2 separate regions of the Mus musculus genome follow, and region 2 is linked to region 1. A link is a contact called in public HiChIP or PLAC-seq data. All regions are on one chromosome and are shown on one strand. The core of a region is the stretch at or near the end of the contact, and the rest is flanking DNA. Distances in the headings are between cores, read along the strand shown.

Region 1 (6,461 bases), core at 2,844-5,343:
TCACTGCTTAAAGCAGTTTTGTGAGTTCAAAGATCACCTGGACTGCAGTGAGACCTGACCAAAAGAAGGAAAGAAGAGGGGAAGGGTAGAAAAAAGTCAGGGCTAGGTATACAGTTGAATCCTTAGAGTGCATGTCTGGCATGCACTAGGCCCGCCATCCATAGCACCACATAAATAAAATAATGCAGGAATGGACATCAGTCTGAAAATGGCAAAAATATTATACTGGACAGTGGGAACCTTTAGCACCCCCTCCAGGTTGTTTCTGCAACACTCCATGGCTATGTATGTATATAAAGCACCAAGTAGTTCCAATCAGACAGCTGAGGCTGCTAAGGAACAGCTCTTTCTACAGATACGTGGGACCAGCATTGTATGAAGTGGGCCCATTACATAAATGACCCTACCCAAAAGGAGAGTTTATAATCACTCTCCAGCTCATTTGACCAAACCAAAACTAGATGAAATTATGGTCTACCAAGCAGGGTCTGTGGTCCAGATAAAGTAATGGAGACCATCTGTCCATTTAGTAAAGGCCAAGCACTACTGAGCACATTTAACATAATAACTGTATAAAAACTATAAAGTCAGTTTTTCTGCTGTTTACACAGATCGAAAGCCAACTGAGTAGAGAAAAGATAAACTCGACAAAATGTCCCAAAAAGAGTCTTTCTAAAAGACTCACCATGAAATTATAAACTGACTTAAATCTGTGGTGGAGACAAGAAAATAAGTCAACAGAAAACCTTATAATTAGTGGATTTATCATTCATTCCTTTGTATGTCTGTGGTTTCTATGCCAAATTGTGTTTTTCGTAAAGTAATGACTCCTAGCTTTCCTAGATCCTACAGCTACACACAAAAATTAGAATAAGGACTAACTTGCATCCTATAGTGCTATAATGCCAATTTTTGTTTGTTTGTTTGCTGTTGTTCTTGTTATATTTCTCCTTTACTTTTTGTTTTGTGTATATAGAGTAGTATTCACTCAATCAGTAATATTCTGGCATGTTTTCTCTGTTATCAAGATTACCTAGCTGAACATCTTTATATGACAAACTAAAACATTACTCTTCAAAAATGGACTGGCAGCCGGGCGTGGTGGAGCATGCCTTTAATCCTAGCACTTGGGAGGCAGAGACAGGCGGATTTCTGAGTTTGAGGCCAGCCTGGTCTACAAAGTGAGTTCCAGGACAGCCAGGGCTACACAGAGAAACCCTGTCTTGGGAAAAAAAATGGATATCTCAGTGTGTTAAGGCTCTTGGCTGCCAGTAAGATGACCTGAATTTAATCTCTGGGACCCCAACGGTAAAGGAAGAAAATCTACTTCCCTGCATGTTGTCCTGTGGTTTACACCCACAATCACACAGACACCACCGCCACCACCACCAATAACAACCATAAAACATTTCTGTTCTTTATTTAACTCAAAGTGTATCACAGACCAACAAATAAGAGAACTTAAAAGCTGAAAGAAAACACTGGCATAAATATATTTAACCTTGGAGTAGGCAAATAGATATTACACCAAAAGAATAAACAGGAAACTTGACTTTATTATGGCATGGTTAAACTTTTTGATATTATCAAGAAAGGAACAACCTTCAAGTCACATATCTGACAAGGGACCTGTGTACAGAACACATAAGGAGCTCTTATAACTCAACGGTGAAAGACTGATAAACCATGCTTAAAAACAATGAAAAATGGATATGCATGAACATTTCTCCAACGACAGCAAACAGAAAGGTAGCAGGCGCATTAAAGGATGCAAAACATCACTAATGGCATAGAAGTCCAAAGGAAATGGGTAAACTAAGACTTCAGTTCCAGGGGCAAAGTAATGAAGCACTCACACTCGCTTACGCACACACAGAGAAACACACACAGACACACACATATATAGAGACACATAGACACACACATATCCAAGAATGAGACAGCGATCCAAGCACTACACCTAAGCAGAATTAAGTCTAAGTCTACAGACAACAGTTGTGTAATGACCTAGAAAAAATTTAACACAATTCAATTATCGGAAGGTTAGGATAAGAAGCACACCTTCCAGAGGAAAATAGATTCCTCCTACAAATAACATAGTAAGGATATATTTAGATAAATAAATAAATTAATTAATTAACGAAAAAGGAAACGTGACGATCAATCAGTCTAAGAAAATGCAGTGCTCGTGTGCAGCCTACCTTCGTGGCCAGCAGAGGTCGCACACATAGGCTCTACATCTCTTCTGCCTCAGGTGCAGCAGCTACAGACACTTCGGTCTGGCAACTCTTAAGTGCAACAGCCACATTCATCTATTTAGAGTCAGCCTGAATTAAAAGTTCAAAAGCCTTTGCTATTATTAAAATATAGAATATAAACACCAAAAGTCTGGAAAGAGTAAAGACAGATTCCAGAGGCTCCTGTCGGAGCGCTGGAGAAGAAGCCAAGATATCCTCATATCCTCATTTCCATGACAATGTCATGAGCCAACCACTCAGTTACCTTGAGAAGAAAGTTTTACATAATAATACCTAAGATGCAAGCAAGAGAACACACATACATACACACACACACACACACACACACACACACACACACTCATCATATAAATTTGCTTTAGATAGACTATAATAAGCCAACTTTTTCATTTTACATAGGGAATTTGTAAGCAGTAACTATGAGGCAACTGCCAGCAATGTTTATAATAGCAAACCTACATGCAAGAAGAAAAACCAAATGAAGAAGGGATGAACCTTGGCTGAAGGTGTAGAGAAAGTACTCGCAGCATGTGCAAGATCATGGCTAAAGAGCTGTGTTAGCAGTGGAGCCCTGGAAGATGGTGAGGAGAAGAGCTGACCCTCCCAATTTCTTTTGCCCTGTATAATTTACTCAAGACAATATTTCTTACACATACATACACATTGTTTTAGACCTAAAAGCCTAAAATTCACATTATACTTAAGATAACATATATACTATTTTAAAATAGAAAATAAGTATCTATATCTAGCAGACTAAAAGTGAATCAGCCCATTTTCCTAATCAAATTTGGCAATAAGAATATAAACCAGAGCTGGGCGGTGGTGGCACACGCCTTTAATCCCAGCACTCGGGAGGCAGAGGCAGGCGGATTTCTGAGTTCGAGGCCAGCCTGGTCTACAAAGTGAGTTCCAGGACAGCCAGAGCTATACAGAGAAACCCTGTCTCAAAAAACAAAACAAAAACAAAAACAAACAAACAAACAAAAACTATATATATATATAACCAGAACAATCTTTCTGCTAGGCAGTTCGATAAATGGAGACTTTCATTTAGTTAAGGTATAAAACTATCCTATTACATATGGTAGAACATGCCTGGAATCCCAAAACTCAGGAAGATGAGGCAGGAGAACAGTAAGTTAGAGGCAATCCTAGGGTGTATAATAAAATTTGCTCCCTGACCCTTATAAAAAAAAATCTGGTCAATAAATAAATACAGAAATAGACAACAAAAAACTACCACAGAGATCTGTACCAATGCACTCTTCAGTTAATTGAACACTGAGCAAATGAACACAACACTCCTATCTGGAACAAGAAAATAGACATGATATGAGAGGTGACTGCTTGGGATTCAGGATGTGCTCTCTCTCTGTGTCTCTGTCTCTCTGTCTCTCTGTGTCTCTCTCTGTGTCTCTGCCTCTGTGTCTCTGTCTCTCTCTGTCTCTCTCTGTGTCTCTCTATCTCTGTGTCTCTGTCTCTGTCTCTGTGTTTCTGTCTGTGTGTGTCTCTCTCTGTCTCTTCTCTTCTCTCTCTCTCTCTCTCTCTCTCTCTCTCTCTCTCTCTCTCTCTCACTTCCCTGTGGTAGCACTTGGTAGGCAGGGGCAACGGTAGGTAGATCATGAAGTAAAATCAGGCTCTAGTTGAGAAACCAAACACAAACCTGCCTCAGTTCCATTGCTCTTGCTGTGAGGAAAAAAAAAACACACACACACACACACTGACAAAAACCAGCCTGCCTTTCAGTTAATTCCAGATTATAGTGCATGACTGCAGGAGAGCCAAGGCAGGCACTGGAAGCAGCTGGTTATGTCCACATGCAAGAGAACACAGAAACTGTGCAAGCATGTTTCCTGCTCAGCTTCCTTTTTCTGTTCATGCGGATCAAAGTCCAACCCTACCTAGGGCAGCCCACATTCAGGATGAGCCGTCTTTCCACCTCAGTTGATTCATAGAAGAATCCCTCACAGGCACGCCCAGACCTAGACCATCCCTCACGGAGCTTCTCTCAGCAAATGTGTGGACTGAACAACCACACTAACTAGAATACTAGTACCCCACCCACTGTTTCAGTACTGAACAACCAAGCTAACTAGAATACCAGTACCCCACCCACTGTTTCAGTTCCAGTTCACCATCTGTAACTGAGCTCACAGACGCTCGCAGATTGTTTCCTGGCCATGTGCACATCTTCCCCATAGGTTCCTGCTGCATCACGTGGTTGACCCCAGTTTATGTTTACAGAAAACCATTCTGGAGTTTCAGAATATTCAGTTGCTCTCACTCTTTAGGTCTTGATATCTGCATTATAAATGCTGACTATCCTTCCCCATAGAGGTTCCTTGCTTTATGTAAATGATACTAATTGTGAGCTTGTCATTTTAGGGATTTATTTGTTAATGTAGAGCTTTATCTGTCATTCACTGCAAAAAAAAAAAGAAATTTTTTGCATTAAATTCTACAGCACTTTGTGACATTTCCTTATGTCATTTCCTAGACATTGCACAAACTAACAGTAGTGCCCTATCCCTACTTGGGCTTCAATTCCACAAGAAATCAATTTTGCCCTACCCTCAGAACTCTGGGAAAACTGGTATGTCAAGCCACTAGCTTCTAGGTAATGCACAACTTTTCTACTCAAAATTTCCATGCCCAGTGTCGAGTTTCGCAAAAACTCCATGCTCGATTCTTGTGCTGCTGCTGTGGGGCACCTGAATTATTCTCATCGGAGCAAGATCACCCTTTCCTGGACCTGATGATGGAGTCCAGCTTTCCTCTGACTCTGAATCCTCTGTCCAACACGGGGAACTTCCTCTCATTCTCTTCTGTCTACTCAAGGTCTGTTGTTTCTCATGTTCTGTCTCAGCCCCCAATGTACCATGCTGAAGGAATAATCCGAATACAGTCCATTCTTTAGAGGACATCACATTAACAGGAACCACTATATACTTCTTTAAGTTTAGATACTCCATACCATGAACTCAACTCTATAGCCCTAGGAGAATTACCAATTTGGGTACAATTACCATAAATGTTAAATGTTGACATCAAGAGAAATAAGGTGATGGACCAAGAACATTAAAAATATCATTTAATCCTTTAACAAGACTTAGTAGAAAACAGATCTTCAATTTATCAATATAATTTTTCTAAAATATTTCTAAAATTCTATTACTTCTATATGTATTTATATTTATAGCACTACACTTTAAACTATATGATTCAAAAGAATTATAAAACATTAGACTTGAGCTAGTACAGTCTTAAGATTGTAAAATTACACATTTCTCTTGCCCTTTCCACTTTATCCTTTGGCTCTACAGTTTAAAGTTTCATTCACGTTCTCACATGACTTAACAATAATGATCTGAAAAAGAAGAAAGAAAAAACTCAAAGCATGCCTCTGGCCCAGTGACTTATGTATGATTCTCCCTTTTCAAGTGCTTTGTTTTGTAGTTTTCAAGGACAAATCTCAAAGGACTAAGGAAGAGACTGCAGCATATACTATATACTGAATCAAAGACAATTACTGTTAAGGCAGAAATGACAAGTTTTGGAAAGTACCACACAGTCATCTACCATTACCTATCATTCATTTCAGTCTTCTGTTGTTACTTTTAAAAAGCATGAACTCTAAGTGTGCTTGGTTTCCCAAACAGCAAAACAAAAGGGCAGGTCACAAACTTCCTGAAAAAGTGGGTATAAACCTGAATTTCTCTTTAGTAAATATCGAGGAATAGAATGACCAGGTGGTACAAAGGGTGTCTCACTTAACTGCTTTTTAAATATTTCACACAGCTGTGGGTAAGAAGCCCAGCAGATGCACATTCTTGCCAATAGCTCTATTCGCTATTGACAGAGAGTATTATACACTGTTTACATAATGTGATGGTTTATATATGCTCAGCCCAGGGAGTGGCACTATTAGAAGGTGTGGCCCTGTTGGAGTAGGTGTGTCACTGTGGGTGTGGGCTATAAGACCCCTCATCCTAGCTGCCTGGAAGTCAGCCTTCCACTAGCAGCCTTCAGATGGAAATATAGAACTCTCAGCTCCTCCTGCGTCATGCCTGCCTGGACACTGCCATGCTCCCGCCTTGATGATAATGAACTGAATCTCTGAACCTGTAAGCCAGCCCCAATTAAATGTTGTCCTTATGAGAGCTGCCTTGGTCATGGTGTCTGTTCACAGCAGTAAAACCC
Region 2 (7,318 bases), core at 2,530-5,029, 830 kb after region 1:
ACCAACTCTAGAAATCAGAAACCATTGTCATCGTTACACAATTAATTGTTGTCTGCTGTGTCTCAGATTCTGTGACTTTTTCTCCTATTGAGGGAGCATGTGAGACATTTGTTTGTCAGACCTCTTGTCTCTGGTTCACTAACAGTCTGGCCTTGTGGTAGGTTTGGATCTGAAGCTTCTGCCCTGTACCAGTAAGGCTATCATGCCATACTGCCTGCACTTGATGCTGGCCTGCTTTAAGGTGAGTCTAAAACGGGGTTATCAGGAAACACATTCCCTTTGAAGCACTCCTGGTAAACTGGCAAGAGCTAACAGCTCTGTTCACACTGTTTTATACTGTACAAGGCAGATGAGAAAAGCTTGTGGGCTGGAAATTGACAGGTGGGCTGGGGAAGTAGAAAATAAGCCCTGTGCTTGAGGAATAGAAGTAGGGAAGGCAAGCAGGTCCCCTTGCTTGTTATGGCAAAATTGTTGCTGTTGTGTATGTCAGAATATATTAGCTAAAGAAGAAGGCAATATAAATATTGGGGTCACCAGTGTATAAGGAGTTAATTCTTTTAGACATGAGGGTCAGCACCGTCAAAGGCTCAGTACCATCAAAGGCTCAGTAGCACTGGAAAGGCTCCAAGACTCTTGAAGGTACCACAACCCTTGGCTACAGTGGAATAGAGCCTTGGGGTCGGAGTATAGCCATTTCAGTAGGCTTGTGTGCAAAAGGCAACAGTACAGGTTACTGCTTTATGCAGTAGTCCCACACTAACTAAGCGTTAATAGCTGCCTGGAACCAGAGAAGTCCTCTGAAGTGTGATTTTATGGGCCTGTTCATGTCAAGTCGCACCTTTGGTCTTGTCTTTAGCTTCCACTTTATTGTTGGATGTCTTTCCTTCTTCCAAGCTCCATCATCTCCAGCCCTCCTGTGATGGCTTCTTGCCTATCTTTCTACTCATAGTTATCCCCTTAAAAGATACCTCTAAGGTTGAGGAGAAGGCTTAATTCACAGCGTGCTTGCCCAGCATCCATGGGTTCAATTCCTGCCACTGCGTAAGCTTGGCATAGTAGTGCATACCTATAATCCCAGCACTTGGGAAGTGGAGGCAGGAAGATCCAAAGATTAGGCATATCCTCAGCTATCTAACAAATGTAGGGCCATCCTATTATACCCGAGACCCTGTCTCAAATACACAGGACAAGAACAAAACAGTAACAAAAAATTCCTATTCTCTTCAACGTATAGGAATATGCAACCTTCTCTATCCCTGATTCTCAAACTCACAAACTCCCAGTTTACCTATTCATGTCCAACTTTGGTCTAAAATCTTGTGACCTGCCGTGTGCAGTCCTCAGAGGGGTCCTGGGCTTCTTTAGAATCCACCCTCCTTAGAAGAGTGTGGTGTCCAATGGCAACAGTTTTATAGTCTTAATGGTTTGTAGCATATACTGACATATGGAGCCCCTTTTTAGGAGGTGATATTTGGTATGGCCTATATTTCCTGGATTTATTTCTTCTATATAAATCTTTGTCTTGCAGCTGAGAGCTTTTACAGACAGCAGAGACGACATGGCACTGGGCCATGTGATTGTACTGCTCCAGCAGGAGTGGCCACGGGGAGAGAACCTTTTCCTGAAAGCCATCAGTAAGATTTGCCAGCAAGGAAATTTCCAGTATGAGAACTTCTTCAGCTATGTTACAAGTATCCTTCGTCTGGACAAATAAGCTCGGTGGCTTTTGAATGTTTAGCACAGGGGCATTGTCCACTAGGACCCGTTGAGCTTTTACTATTTGTGGGGAAAGAAGGAGTAAGAGTTAGAAATGGAGCTGTGGCAGTTGCTTTGTAAAAGTCAAATGAAGTTTAAAGCTACAATTCAAGGAGTCAGGACAGTCAGGGCCTGTTTGTTGTTCCTCCCAAGAAGGCAGCCAAGATGCCCACAGTTAAAATAGCCTCTGGCCAGCCCAGAGCAGTTGGTTTAGCATAGACCTCGGCTTTTTTTCTGTGGAAAGAGTATCCCAGTGGTCTCCCCTGGGACAGAGGCTGCCTTTGGGATCAGGTGTTAGCACTGGGCCTGCACCACCAGAGCTGCCAAAGGTTAAGCGAATGAGGCAGAGTTCTAAGTCGGGCAGCACTTGACTTCGCATGCTTGGAAGGGAAGACAGCCTTTGAATGGAGGCAACACCAAACACTGGTTTGGTTGCTTTCATTTCTTTGCTTTGCATAGTACAACCTCTCAAGTTGTAGGATGTGTGTACTACATATTTCCCAGTGCCTGATCAGCGGTTTTTAGTATTTTTTTTTTTAAAGATTTATTTATTTATTATATGTAAGTACACTGTAGCTATCCTCAGATACTCCAGAAGAGGGCATCAGATTTCGTTACGGATGGTTGTGAGCCACCATGTGGTTGCTGGGATTTGAACTCGGGACCTTCGGAAGAGCAGTCGGCGCTCTTAACCACTGAGCCATCTCGCCAGCCCCAGTATTTTTTTTTTTAAAGACTAATGAAAGTTACATAACTTTCCCCCAGAAGAATGCACCATCTAACACTGTGCATGGAGTTCTCTGGATTCTCAGAAGACCTTGTCTGCTGGGTCTGAAGAAATAATCTTTTTTTGTCTAACTCATTCTGTCATCAAATATCCTCCCAATTCGTCCTATCTGCTAGCTTTTGTCATTTTAACTAAGAAATGGCTCGGGTGGCCCTGTGGAATCCGTTTGCTTGTCTCTCCAGGGAGACCATGTGCTAATGCTTTCCAGTTTGCTTGTCTGAAGCTTGAGCTCATGCAGTCCACCCAAGGCATGAGTCTCGCCCGTGTCGCTGAGTGACATTACCACCCCAGCCTGGCACCTCTTGTGCAACGAGCTTCTTTCCATAGGGCAGTTTGGTTAACGTAAAAGTCAGCATCTGGATCAGGAACCGACTGTGGTTCTTAGTTGGAGGGTGGTAAGCAGGCTCTTTATCTGCTGAGAGCTGTTTCTTCGCCTGGGAGAACAGGGCAACATGTTACCTGTTGGTTGACCTGAATGTGACCTGCAGACATTGATATGCTGGAGGAATTTGCTTATTTAAGAACCCAAGAAGGAGGGAAGATTCATCTGGAATTACTCCCAAATCAAGGAATGCTGATCAAGTAAGCAGATGATCTTTTGTTCTTCGAAGCTCGCCTTTCATGTGCTGCATGACCTATTTGTAAATTTCTGTACCTTTCAGAAATTTAATGGAAAGGATTCCAAACTGGTCTCAGTTTTCAAGGGTCTACTTGTTCTGGGTGTCTTAAAGATATGCATTTCTTAGTGCATTTCTGCGGGAAAAGTGTTGCTTAAATTGGGATATTTTTGTTACTTTGGAAATTTTTTACTAGATAGAAATTTCTATATGTCTTTTCCTTTCCAAAATTTAGTACTCATTTCTGATTTAATTGAAAGCAGCTGTGCTTGACATTGTACTGGATTGGGAGGATCTACAGGTTCTATTTAGAAACTGTCTTAAGCTTCTCTGAGCTTCCTCATTGCTTGTGCAGTCAAAGCAAATTAGCTGGTTCTAGTGCCTCTAAAACACACCTGCTCCCCAAAAATGGCCCTGGACGTGCATCCCCAGTGTGGCCCCTGAACCCTTAAGCTACTACAGAAACCCAGGTTATCTTAGATGAAAAGATCAAGTTAGTGACCACTCATGATGTTTAACTAGCTCATAAATCCTGCTTCTCTCCTCGGTCCGCACTGCAGTTTGGCTAATAGATCCTCCCCACTGTAAGCGCCACATGCTTACTTCCTTCTTTACTTCCTGCATACTCTGTGTTTGTAAGTCAGTGTCAGAGTTACAACAAGAGACGGCCCAGAACAGGAAGAGTGCATTGCTGAGACTGGAAACCTGCTTTGTCCCTCCGTTTTGGCAGAAGCAAGTTTTTAATTATTGAAAGCAAAAGTCCTTCCTTTGCTCTGTCTTTGTAGAGTCTTAGGGGTGTTGGAGGATAGAGGTAAGAAAGAAATGCTTATGTTGGGTTTCTGTAACTAAGGAATTTGTCCCATAGTGAGCAATCCCTTCCTTATTGCATCTTAGCAAGAGTAGGGCCCAGTAGAATCTGTCCTAAAGAGCAGAAAGAAGAATGGGAGCTCCCCTCCCCATCCTGTAAATGATATTGCATGCCTTAAACAGTTCCTATAAGGAACGAAGGAAATGCTTAGGAGTATATGAGGACCTTTGTAGATGAGATTGTGTAGTCAGGTTGTCCTAGACACTGTCCTCTCCCCTTGTCCATTTACTACTTTGATTATGAACCAAAGTGATGGGGGACATAACTGCATGGTTCCAAGTGTTGTTGACCACATTTAAGAACAGGTTGCTTCTATATATGGAAGCCCAGGTAACCCCTATTCTGTGGGGACTTCTAGGTTCTGAAATTGACTATGCTGGCATATCTTTAGCAAGGTTTTTTAGTTCAACAATAAGCCACGATTCAAAATGCCATACTGTGAATGGTCCTAGAGCCCAACTGTCCCTACCACGAGTCGATCTGCAGAGGATTGCCTCGTGACTAAGAGAATGTCTGAGGTAGAGTGAGGGAATGACTCTACAGACCTCAACTCCAGCCTCACTGTACTGGGCCTTTGCACTGTCCCCATATTCTCTTGGTTTGAACAGTGTCAACCTGCAAATAGTCCCTAAGACTTGGAATTTAAAATGAGGACATATCAACTGCCCAGATAATGTCACTGGAAAAGTTATTTGTACAAGGAGGCCTCTGTCTTGCTTTCCAAGGCTCTCCCACTTTGATCAACCAAAATTTCCTTGAACTTTCTATAGGAGATAAGCCTCCTAAAAACCCATGGTTGACTTGGCTTGGACAAAGGACTAGGGATTATTAACTAGCGATCTGACCTTGTAGGAATGTTCTCTGTGAGGTCTCAATATGAATTTGAAATCTGTATTTTAGATAATCTCTACCTAAGTGACACCAAGAGAATCAAACTGCATAAGACAGAGCTTTGACTGAATGAGGTGTGATTAGACTCTTGAATAAAACTATCTATATTCCTTTTCCCTTTGGGTTCCAAACAAATTCTCTGAAGCCATTGCAGACCTTTTGGGTGGTCCCTCCAGATGAGTGGCAGAGATGTTGTGAGCAGTGTACCTCTCCTCCCCTTGGGGTAAGGTTGTGAGTCCGTCCTAGTTGTAGCATCTCGGATGCAAGCAGGTACAGTACAAACACCAGGCACTTGGTGCCAGGCCACAAGGAGGCATCAGTTCTTCATTTGTTGTATAGATATGTTGTTCTAATTTGTGTTAAATCAGAGAAATGTTTCTATGCTGATATTCACAGTACCATAGTTGCATTAGACTGGATCAAAATGGAAAAAAAAAAAAGATATTCTCTGGGGTGACTACCAGCTAATGTGCTAAATTTTTATTACAGAATTCTGCAAAACCATGGGTCCCAGCCTTGCCCCCCCCCCCCCGAAATCTGAAGCTCACCCTTTCTTTACTGAAAGCATTGCCAGCCCTTCTGAGCCCTTTTTAGGAGGGCCTTTCAGTTCAGGGCCTCAGTCCTGCCAGAGGTGGCTAGCTGGCATCTCCAGGTATAATTCTGGGATGCGTGGGCATGAGAAGAGTGAATGAAGGAGGCTGGATTTTGAATCAGACCTTCTCAGAAGTTACCCTCCCCCACTCCCCCCTCCTCACTGATTTATCACAAGTGGGCAGAGCTCTGGGACCAGCAGCCAAGACGCCTCTAGACTGGCACCAGCAGTGGGTGCGGTGGGGCCCTCAGCTTCTCCCAGTCCCTTGAAGACATGCCACGGCCAGGGGCTTGTGGAGGTTAAAGTTTCTGTACAGTCCGCTTCCAGTCTCGTGTATCTTCTCTGGAGTGTTGTTTTGCAGTGCAGGGTGAGCTGGTGTGGGTGTTTGAATGCTGCTGTTTGCTGTTTTTTAAAGGCCTTCTAGCCCTCCCATGGGGTTGCTGCAGCAGGAATTCTTACCTGTGCTTCAGCCCAGCATACAGACTGCTGACAGGTACCAAGTGGAAAAACACCTGCTCATAGTGTGCTGTTTGTCACATGTTTTCCCGCCCATGGTTTTCAGCTCTTTGTCCCTCGGTGCTCTTTTTCATGCTTTATTTATTTGTTTTTAATTTGTTCTGCATCCCTCGGCAAACCATCTGGTTGTAAATATTGTAACATGTTTAATTTTTTTTCCATGAGTTGCCAGTGTGTTTGTGTTGAATTTAAAAATCATTCTGGATCTGGGGAGGGAAACCTGTTTGGTAAAACTGTCTTAGACTGAGTGAGTGTTAGAGGACGCGCTAGGCTGCGACTCTGTTGTAATAAAATGCAAGGGTTTGGGTCATGGGTATTCAAGGACCTTGACACACATGTGCCACAAGTAAATTTTTATTGTAGATTTCCATATTAATGATCAGGACTTTTTTTGTTCTACGTAGACATTCACACAGTCTTTCCCTGCCTTAGAGTTTCAGACCTTTCCTTTCTGAACTGGCAGTATTTAGTACGTAAGCTAAAATGATGCTGTTTATTTGGCTAGATTCTCCTGTTCTTAAGCCGTAAGACCTAGCTATCTCTATGTGCCACTTGACACCAGGGACATGCCTGCTGTGCACTGTGCTGTTGCATGGCCATCGTACTGTGCACTTACTCAGACCTACATGCTACATACCCAGGCTGTAGGGACCAGTGCAGTCAATCATTGCCTGTGGAGCATGACTGTAGTTGACATCATCCAGACTTGCATAGAGGCTCTGATGCATGTATATTGAGTTGTGTTGCTGTTAATGTGTGGAAACAATCCCACAGGACCATGACAAGCAGATATTTAATTGTGTGTTTTGTAGTATTAGGGGAGAATATGTCCTCTGTCATACGGCCTGCAGATAATTATAACTTGTACTTGGCTCAGTTTTGGGTTGCAGCCCAGGGACTCAAGTTAGAAATATCTCAAGGCACCATAAAGTACTATGCATCAGTTTGTGCCCAGCAGGAGTCAGATCTTTAACCCTCAAAGACACCGAGCTGAGTTAGCCAGCTAGACTAGAAATGTCCGTGCACCACTATTTTCTCGTGGCCCTGCTGTCTTCCCAGAAGCTCTTTAAAATGCCTGGGTTGTTCAGAGTGGTTTGTTTTCACCCGGTGTTACTTCTGCGCTGCCGCTGCCGAGGTGACTCCTGCTCACTTTCTATGTAATAATGCGGTTTAGAAGCACAAGCCTTCAGCGTGATAGCCACAGCCTCAGTTTTCTCAGTAGTTGAACTTTGTGACTTGGAGGAGAGTCAGGGGATAGGCAGGAAACAGAGGTAGCTTTTGTTTGTCTGAAA

What was found. HiChIP or PLAC-seq counts read pairs in DNA pulled down with a chosen protein or histone mark.
Region 2: a contact with region 1 is called in an H3K4me3 HiChIP or PLAC-seq map of bone marrow-derived macrophages, with 5 times the contacts expected there. The contact joins two enhancer-like sites. A contact is called at or near these places in 3 of 15 datasets of contacts at CTCF or cohesin (the NIH/3T3 cell line and stem cell-derived epiblast-like cells), 3 of 484 Hi-C or Micro-C datasets (cerebral cortex, cortical neurons and reprogramming fibroblasts), 2 of 115 datasets of contacts at active chromatin or transcription factors (bone marrow-derived macrophages and pancreatic cancer cells) and 1 of 9 other capture datasets (embryonic stem cells).

The regions. Positions count from the first base shown.
Region 1 is chr8:67,992,863-67,999,323 of GRCm38.p6, forward strand. The region is part of intron 4 of Gm15991 (a long non-coding RNA gene); the gene reads left to right. It also overlaps a transcript of Psd3 not described here. Among named protein-coding and RNA genes, the nearest start is that of Psd3, 22 kb to the left of the region's middle. Within about 2 kb of position 4,094, at least 52 of the 459 cell types and tissues checked have an H3K27ac peak or open chromatin away from gene starts, as enhancers often do. A contact at or near this core is called in bone marrow-derived macrophages, where this site is marked.
Region 2 is chr8:68,819,127-68,826,444 of GRCm38.p6, forward strand. Ints10 (integrator complex subunit 10) reads left to right here. Exons shown (of 17, transcript NM_027590.4): 14 at 162-241; 15 at 1,529-1,691; 16 at 3,031-3,124. Among named protein-coding and RNA genes, the nearest start is that of Ints10, 29 kb to the left of the region's middle. Within about 2 kb of position 3,780, at least 64 of the 459 cell types and tissues checked have an H3K27ac peak or open chromatin away from gene starts, as enhancers often do. A contact at or near this core is called in bone marrow-derived macrophages, where this site is marked.